2 separate regions of the Zea mays genome follow, and region 1 is linked to region 2. Evidence: chromatin contacts called from public Hi-C data. All regions are on one chromosome and are shown on one strand. Each heading gives the region's core, a stretch centred on a gene start, on an enhancer-like site or on the middle of the called end of the contact. The rest is flanking DNA. Distances are from core to core; before and after follow the strand shown. Region 1 holds the start of LOC100273744 (catalytic/ hydrolase/ phosphoglycolate phosphatase). Region 2 holds the start of LOC100282667 (actin-related protein 2/3 complex subunit 1B).

What was found. Hi-C and Micro-C count contacts between places; a contact is called where the count stands out from the background.
Region 1: a Hi-C map of leaf shows a contact between it and region 2, with 4 times the contacts expected there. The contact joins the promoter of LOC100273744 here to the promoter of LOC100282667 in region 2. A contact is called at or near these places in 4 of 25 Hi-C or Micro-C datasets (leaf, root tip and tassel).

What each region holds. Positions count from the first base shown.
Region 1 is chr4:176,789,598-176,793,961 of Zm-B73-REFERENCE-NAM-5.0, forward strand. It overlaps LOC100273744 (catalytic/ hydrolase/ phosphoglycolate phosphatase), which reads left to right and starts at 2,356. Exons shown (of 5, transcript NM_001148153.1): 1 at 2,356-2,911; 2 at 3,027-3,069; 3 at 3,267-3,327; 4 at 3,521-3,655. The coding sequence starts at 2,521.
Region 2 is chr4:176,590,237-176,594,105 of Zm-B73-REFERENCE-NAM-5.0, forward strand. LOC100282667 (actin-related protein 2/3 complex subunit 1B) reads left to right here and starts at 2,089. Exons shown (of 15, transcript NM_001155575.1): 1 at 2,089-2,244; 2 at 3,389-3,474; 3 at 3,548-3,624; 4 at 3,727-3,821. The coding sequence starts at 2,175.

The sequences.
Region 1 (4,364 bases), core at 1,106-3,605, 200 kb after region 2:
TAGCATGCTACACTAGAGCACACTAATAAAAGTTCGGGGACCTAAGTAACACACACATATCAAAATCGAAGGCCTAAGTGACTAACACGGCACGACACGTCGACACTCATTTTTTATTTTTTAGCAAACCCAATTTTAAATGAGTCAGCCAAGCTACAACTCCTATTATTCTGTTTTTTTAGAGTTCGTTAACTCAAGTGACACAGTATGTTAAGTTCGAGAACCATCGACGTATGTTGATGTGACGACGACAGTACATTGAGCAATGACTATAAAATCTAGTTTCATTGATGAACCGATATAGATTGGAGCAAAAAAAATTGACATCGATCACATGACTATGTCATTAAGTCATCTTTGATCAGGCTAGGGCAATTCTCATTGTAAGTAATGATAAGTTACTCGTTCATAGTTCTGTTATATGCATTCAAAGGCATATTTAATCCAAACTTATTATTATTTGTTATGCATGATTTTATCCATTGTTCATGTAGTAATTATGTTTGAAATTAATTTAATCTTGAAAATGCACAATTCTATTCTATATACATCCAAACAATAGATTTGATATCGTGAGCCATTTTTAATACAAGGATGATTTAGTTTCGGTACTCAATTTAATGAATACGCATTGAATTTCTAGATCCAAACAACGGAGCGTGCTCTTCAATTTACAAGCGACCTGACGTACGTGAGTGCAGGTATGCAGCCATACCTTCACCTTCTTATGGAGGCCATTGAATTCTGATGGTCCCTGGACTGATCAGGAGGGTGAAAACGAAAACACAGTGACGAGTTAGGCCCTGCTTCGATCCTCCAAACTAATTGTTTATCAGTGGTTAACAATTAGCCGGTAAATAATTAATTGACAAATAATTAGTCAGAGTATATTTAAAGTTTTTGCTAATATATATCTAAAACATAGTAAATAGTATGTTTTATGTGTGCATATCAAAGAATTAGACATGAGAGAAAGTAAAGAAATCGATAGAGGTAGGGATCTTCTTTTTTTTCTCATCTTTTTATGATTTATTAGCATCTATTAACAAGGTCAAATGGTTAATATGGTTAATGTGTAAACAATCTATCAACCTTTTGACTAATAATTAGTCAATTTATTAGTTAGTTTGTTTGGAGTCCAAGGTGCTAACCGGTAATCTGTTTGTCAAATGAATCCAACAAGCCCATAACTAAGAAGACAAGCAGAAACAGTAGATTCAAGTACAGGGCTGTATGCCTGTATAGAGTCGGTTCAAGTACAGGAATTGTTTTTTTGTCATCCACATCATAAATAATGTCATGCTCTAAGTGAACCAAAAAGAAAAAAAGAAAACCAATTTGAGAAATATTCTCTACCGCAATAGTCTATTCTGTTTATATCATCTTTATATATTTTAAAGTAACGTAATGCTTTATCTTTTGTTTTTAGCATGTTATACATGTAGCAGAATCTAGTACACATACTAATGGGCATCATTATTTTGGTCGGCATAGTTAAATAAAACCAGATTAAGTGAAAACCGGACGCTGATGTGAAGTGCTGCTATATATTAAGGGCTTGACACGACAGAGCTTGTTAGTTCGTGCACCGTCCTGCCAATGCAAAGAGCCATGGTACCACTGGTACATGTGTGCTACTAGTACTAGCTACTCCATCATCCGTAGACACACAAAAAGAGATACGTACAATTCTTACTTTTCTTTCCAAGAGATCGAATAATTGAATGTTTTCTTAAATTTAAATAAAAGGTTCAAAGCGAATATAACTGGATTGGTTGTAGAATATGCATTTTATTTGAAGATATAAACACTAATACTATTTACTATAATCTGATCAGACGTACGAGATAGATTGACTGTCACTGTACCTGTACGACATCATTCCTTTGTGTGGAGTTGAGGCGGTAGAATAGGAGCTAGCGAAGAATTGAATAGCCTCCAAAGGAGGTGGAGTGGGGTCAAAAAGATGATTGTCGGGTCTGCACTGCAACTGCAAGAAATGACAGGGCACAGAGCAGAAATCAATCTATACTGCTGCTGCATGGCTTGGCTTTGATCGCAACTGTGAATCGCTGGACCTACAACATCTGCACATGCAGTGATGCCTGAGTTATAATTTAAACATAATATAAGAAGCTGATTATAATTATACTCCTACACATGATAACAAAGGTTGTGCAAGGTTAAGCAGATAGCAGGCTCGCTATCCTCGTTCGACAAGGCATCAGTGCATGTGCATCACAGTGTCGGGCAATGCTAGACTTGTTTACTGGCAAGGCAAGAGAAAGGTAGCCTCTGACTGAACCCAAAATGCAGTGGAGGCGGTAACCTGGAGACAGCGAAAGGCCGCCAGCCACCACCCAGGCAGGCGGCAGGCCAACGCCACCCGAAGGCCGCAGCAGGCACCACACAACACGGACACAAGTCAGGCGCAGCCCATAACCCCCCACCCCAGCCGAAGCCATCCGATACGGGAGGGCCCATCCAGCGGCCCAGGTCACGCTCTCACGCCACGCACGCATGCTCCCCCGCCTGCTCAACGGGCCCCACCGCCTGCTCCTTGGCGGGCCCCACGCCTCGGGCGCCGCGCCCCTCCACCGCCGCCGCGTCCTCGCCGGCCGCCGGGCCATGTCCGCCTCCGCCTCGCCCGCGTCCGGGCCGAGGCGTCCGCTGCGCGGGGTGGTCTTCGACATGGACGGCACCCTCACGGTGCCAGTCATCGATTTCCCGGCCATGTACCGCGAGGTGCTCGGCGGGGACGCCGCCTACGCCGCGGCGCGCGGCTCGGGGGGAGGCTCCGTCGACATCCTCCACTGCATCGAGGACTGGGCGCCCGACAAGCAGCGCCACGCGTACGAGGTCATCGCGCGCTTCGAGCGGGAGGGCCTCGACCGCCTCCAGATCATGCCCGGTCGGTCAGCCGGCAACCACCACTCCACCCTGCTTGCCTTGCTGCTTGCTGCTTGCTGCGAGTACCCGCGATTTTGTGGTGTGTGACTGCTTGCGATTTTGTCCTGGGTACGCAGGGGCCTCGGAGCTGTGTGGCTTCCTGGACGCGAAGCAGATCAGGTCAGTGCTTGCTGCCTCCACATCATGGAAGATGGAACTACTGTCAAGCTTGTGTGGGTGTCATTTTAAAATTGAGTTCAGTTTATCTTGCCCAATATTCATGAATAACTGCAATCGTTGTTCTTTTGGTCTGTCAGTCATTTGTTGTGTTAGGGATGTATATTCAGCATTGATTTCTGGCCTCAAATTTTTTGCAGAAGAGGTTTGATCACCCGTAATGTGAAGGACACAGTTGATTTGTTCCACCAAAGATTTGGTGTAAGTTGTTTCATCACCCTCTTTCTGATCATTAATTCGTCATGCCCGTTTGGTTGTTTCTTGATCCCCATACCTGCGTAGTCTGTATTAGCATAATGTAGTAATATTTTCTAGATGTACATTCTTTTAATTATAATGCCACTGCATTTAGTGTGTTTATTCTTCTCTACATTTGTGTTTGGGATTTCTGCAGATGACGTTCACTCCTGCACTGAGCAGAGAATTTCGCCCCTATAAACCAAATCCTGCTCCACTGCTTCACATATGCTCCGCTTGGAACATTCCACCACACGAAGTGATCATGGTTGGCGACAGTCTCAAGGATGATGTGAGCATTCTTCATCTGATTCCGAGCTGTAGCATATAATGGGTTGCTATATACTCCATTCATTTTTAGTAAGTGTACTAGGATTTGATAAAAAGCTTTAGGGGTGTACTTCGACCACCAGTTTCTTTTTCCAATGTATTATCAATTGTTGCAAAATCAATGCCATATTTACAAATATTTGAATTATGAATCTGTTCATATAACTTTTAGACATCCAAAATGCGTATTATTGACAAATTGTTGGTCAAAATTCGCAAAGTTAAACTTTCCTAATATGCCTACTGAAAACAGAGGGAGTTTTTGTTGAATAATTAGACAAATTCCAGTTTAAATTCCGAATATAAATCATGACCAAATCAGAAGAACTGAAATAACAAGCCAAATCAGAAGATGCGTACTGATTAGACATACTGATAGATGGCACGTGCCGGAATCAGCAGGGTCGACGATGTCGAAGTAGCGAAATCAGCAGAGTCGACGAGGTCAGCAGATCACGAGCAGTCGCGTGAAGACGCTTCCCAAAAACCTTATTCGCCCTCTCCCGGTGCAGGATCTAGAAGACGAAGGGTTCCGGAAACCTGCTCTCCTGATCGCAGATGCACCTCTGCGGTCGGGACGAAGAGAACTAAAAGGCGGCTCAGCTATGAAGAGAGGCGAAAGCGAACTGGGATCTGGGATGATCTGGAGGCTGGCTGCCGGGCTCCTTTTA
Region 2 (3,869 bases), core at 839-3,338:
ATTACCACTGGTTTGATGAGATGCTAACATTGTCTATTAAGCTTCAACCAATTTAATTTTGTCAATCTATTGTGGGGCGTCCGAAGGACGTGTGATGGTCTAGTGAAAGCAAAACATCTGTGTACCTTAAACATGAAACTTAATCCCAACCCATTTTCCTAGAAGATGCAAGCGCCTAAAGAAGAGAAAATATATTTGTTGAGCGCGTCAAGATTGCATAAACAGAAACCATCCCTCCTGCATCAAATGTGCAAGGAAACATGGACTACAGCGGGAAAGATCGAGACGTGCGGGAGATGCCCAAATCCAGACTAAAAAACCAACCGACTGTTCGCCAAGGAACTCTAGACATGGAGCACACAAATCAGCCAAAGAAATCCTTGTAAATCCCAAAAACTCTCATGTTTCACGGCGCAAAACAAATCCAAACACGCAGAGAAGCGGACCAGAACATGAACCTCTTTCTACCGAACCAAAACCAGAGCAATTTGAACGAAAAATAGCACTAAATTGAGCCAAAAACAGGACCAAACTCGTCGAGCCCCACTCAGAATCATCCAAATCTGCATCCAACTCTAGAAAGCACAACCCGGGTACAGAAATCTTACCAGAAACAAGGGAGGACAACCATTCCACGATTTCACACCTAGACCGCCACGGCCTCGAAGCACCACCATCCGCCTCAGTAGCCGCCTCGGGCGACTGTGATGACGAAGGAGATCACCTCGGCGATGATTGTGAGCTCGCGTAAGAACCCCCTTGCACGTGGTACAACATGTGACGTGGGCTCCACTCTCGCCCCACCACCGGTAGCTGCTTCGCCTCGCCTACTGCCACGGTCGTTGGACACCACCACCACCTCCCACTGTGTCCACCGCCCCCCTCGCTGCCACATCGAACGGATGAAGTGCCTCACCTTCACGCGTTGGGTGTTCGACGAGATCAACTGTCTCGATGCGGCCTCCTGGAACTCCCTTATTACTGCTTACGATGAGCGAAGGCGAGATCTGGAGGAAGATGAATGGGAGGAGGATGAATCAGGAAATCAGGAAATGTGTTTGGACAGCGAGATGTGCGGTGGCGAGTAGAGGATTTGAGGCACGATGATGAACCAGGGGTTGGTGTGAGGCGGCATGCGGGGCTGCAGGAGGAGGAAGAGAGCAGACGAGCGGGGAAGGAGACGCACTCGTGCTTGGAGAAAGGGAGCGATGCACATGGAGGGAGCGAACACATGAGAGAGGGAGTAGTTTGCCGGTGCTGTGATAGGTGGCGGTGGTGGCGGCGGCGCCGAGGACGGGGTGCAGGGTGCGAGCGCCAATCTCGGACGGGGGCGAGGTGGCGGCACCGTTTTCGAATGGGGGCTGGGTGGCGGCCTCGAGGACGGAGGGCGGGGGCTCCTCAGCTTCTAATGGCCGGTTGTCGGCGGACATGATCCAGCATGCGCCGGGCGGTCATCTTGAGAGGGCGCGGTCGTGGCCGTCGCGCAACATTTGTACACCCAGGGGGTGCGGGGCAGGGCGGCCATCCCGGCTAGAAGGATTGGGGCGCGGGAGCGGGGATGGCGTAGCGGGTCGAGCGAACGGAGGCGGGGGGCATTTGGTGCACAGGGTGGGGAAGGGCGGGGACTGCGGGCGGGAATGGCGGGGACGGGGCCGGCATGCGCGCTGCTGGATCCCGAGGCGAGGGGCGGTGGGGAAGGGCGGCCCGGCGGGGGCATGGTGAAGCTGGGTGTGGACGCCTATAATAGATACATATAGATTAGTAGAGATTAGTAGAGATATAGTAGATAGGGGATTATGAAAAGAACCCAAAGGAACCCAACGGGACCTAAGCTAACCCTAACCTTGTGCCCATGCTGGGTCTGGTTGGGCCCTCTGCTCTCCCGTGGGCATTGCGCGAGGTGGGCATCCGGTGGGCCCTCGCTGCCGCCGCCATTGCTGGTGGGCCGCGCTCGTGCGTGTGCCCAGCGACAAATGAAAGCAAGCAAAGACAGCCTATCTATAACGACGGCCTGTAGTATATAGCTGTACAGTAGTATAGTGGAGGTGGAGTAGCATTTCCTTTTGCCTCTCTCCACTCTACCTCTCCTCTCCTGTGCGCTACAGCGAGGGGGAAGGGGAGCGTCGACCGATTCGTCCCGGCCTCCCGTCCCGCCGCTGGCCTCGCCTGCCCCGATGGCGGCGGTGGCGATCCACCAGTTCGCCGAGTGCATCACCTGCCACGCCTGGAGCCCGGACCAGTCGAGTAAGACAAACGCCCTTCCCCTCCTGGCCTCCTCTCTCCCCCCGTTTGTGCTCTAGATCTCGCTCCCGCGCCCGCTCGTCCGTTCCGATGCCCAGTCGCCGTGTGCCCGGCGTAGCTCGTCCGCAGGTTAGCGCGCGGGGGATCGGGTTCCTTAGGGTTTCTGTTCGGTGCTGCCCTCTCGCGTCCTCGGGGATCAAAGTCTCGCTCTGGCTGCCGCACGCCCGCACTACGGGCTCTCCCGTTGGGCATCTGGATGCGGGGCCATATCGCATCGCTAGGTGGATCAATCCTCCTGCCCTGCTTCTCACTATTGCCCTGTCCTCGCTTTTACCCTTTCTGGGTCTGCTGTGCCACCTAGGCTGCCATACCTTCCAGTGCGTCTGGGATGTTTCGTGTTAGGCTAAAGCACAATCGTATTTAAATCGCACTTCATTATGATCCAAGCCAAAAACGAAAATTCGATGGGTTCGACCTCGTGGCTAGGCGATGCCAAAGCATGGCTACCTGCGCTACCTCCTGTGCTGGTTTACACTTATGAGGTATCAATGCGTTCCATTCATGTGGACCATGGACCATCATGAGAACCAGGCCTGGTCTTGGCATCATGTTCATAATAAAGCAAAATGGACCGGTGTTCGCTCCAGGTGCCTTCTGGACACACCCTTCCATTCATTTTTGCCCTAGTATAACTCTAAACTAGGCATGGTATCTACTTCAATGCCAGATGACTCTTTGAGCAAGTTCCCTGAAATGGTTGGATCAATCAAATGGACCCCTGACTTTGCTATGTATTTCTTTATATGGTGACAATAGCCTTGTAGGAAGAGTAGACTATGTGATTCATGATTGTATTAAGTATTTCCTTTCAAATGGGTGATTAAATAATGTCTTTCCTCTATTATGAAGTTGCCTATGGTGTATAGGAGGCTGTCACAATTGTTTGTAGGAAATATGCCCCAAAATAGATGATGGTGTATGCAAAAGGCCCTATTGCAATTTAAGAACAAAGCAACTGCCAGCTTTAGAGTGATTCTGCTAAACATACATGGTGTTTCTGTTTTTCTATTGTTACTGTTATCTTGCATTTGAACCTATCAGGGAGTTTGATCTTAAATTTGTCTGGAAAACTTCTCTTCTCTTCCAGTGATTGCCTTTTGTCCAAACAACCATGAAGTACATATCTATAAATTCTTCACAGACAAGTGGGAGAAACTTCATGTTCTGTCAAAGGTAGATAAACATTATTTCTGTACCCCCTAATTAGAATGCAATTCAGTGTTTTATTTCTATTGATATTTTGCAGCATGATCAGATGGTTTCGGGGATAGACTGGAGTAAATCATCCAACAAAATCGTAACAGTTTCACATGATAGAAATTCGTAAGTATACATCAGAGTGCAATTTTCTAGAAGATCTATCTTGCTTCTTACTCTGGCAGGGGATAGATGGGTGCTTATATTTTCTTTTTCATTTGGCCTCAGATATGTTTGGACACAAGAAGGATCTGATTGGGTACCTACCCTGGTTATTCTAAAGTTAAATCGTGCAGCTTTATGTGTTCAGTGGAGCCCAAAAGGTTAGTTAGTTCCCTTCCTATTTCTGTCACATCTGTACGTTTTCTCAC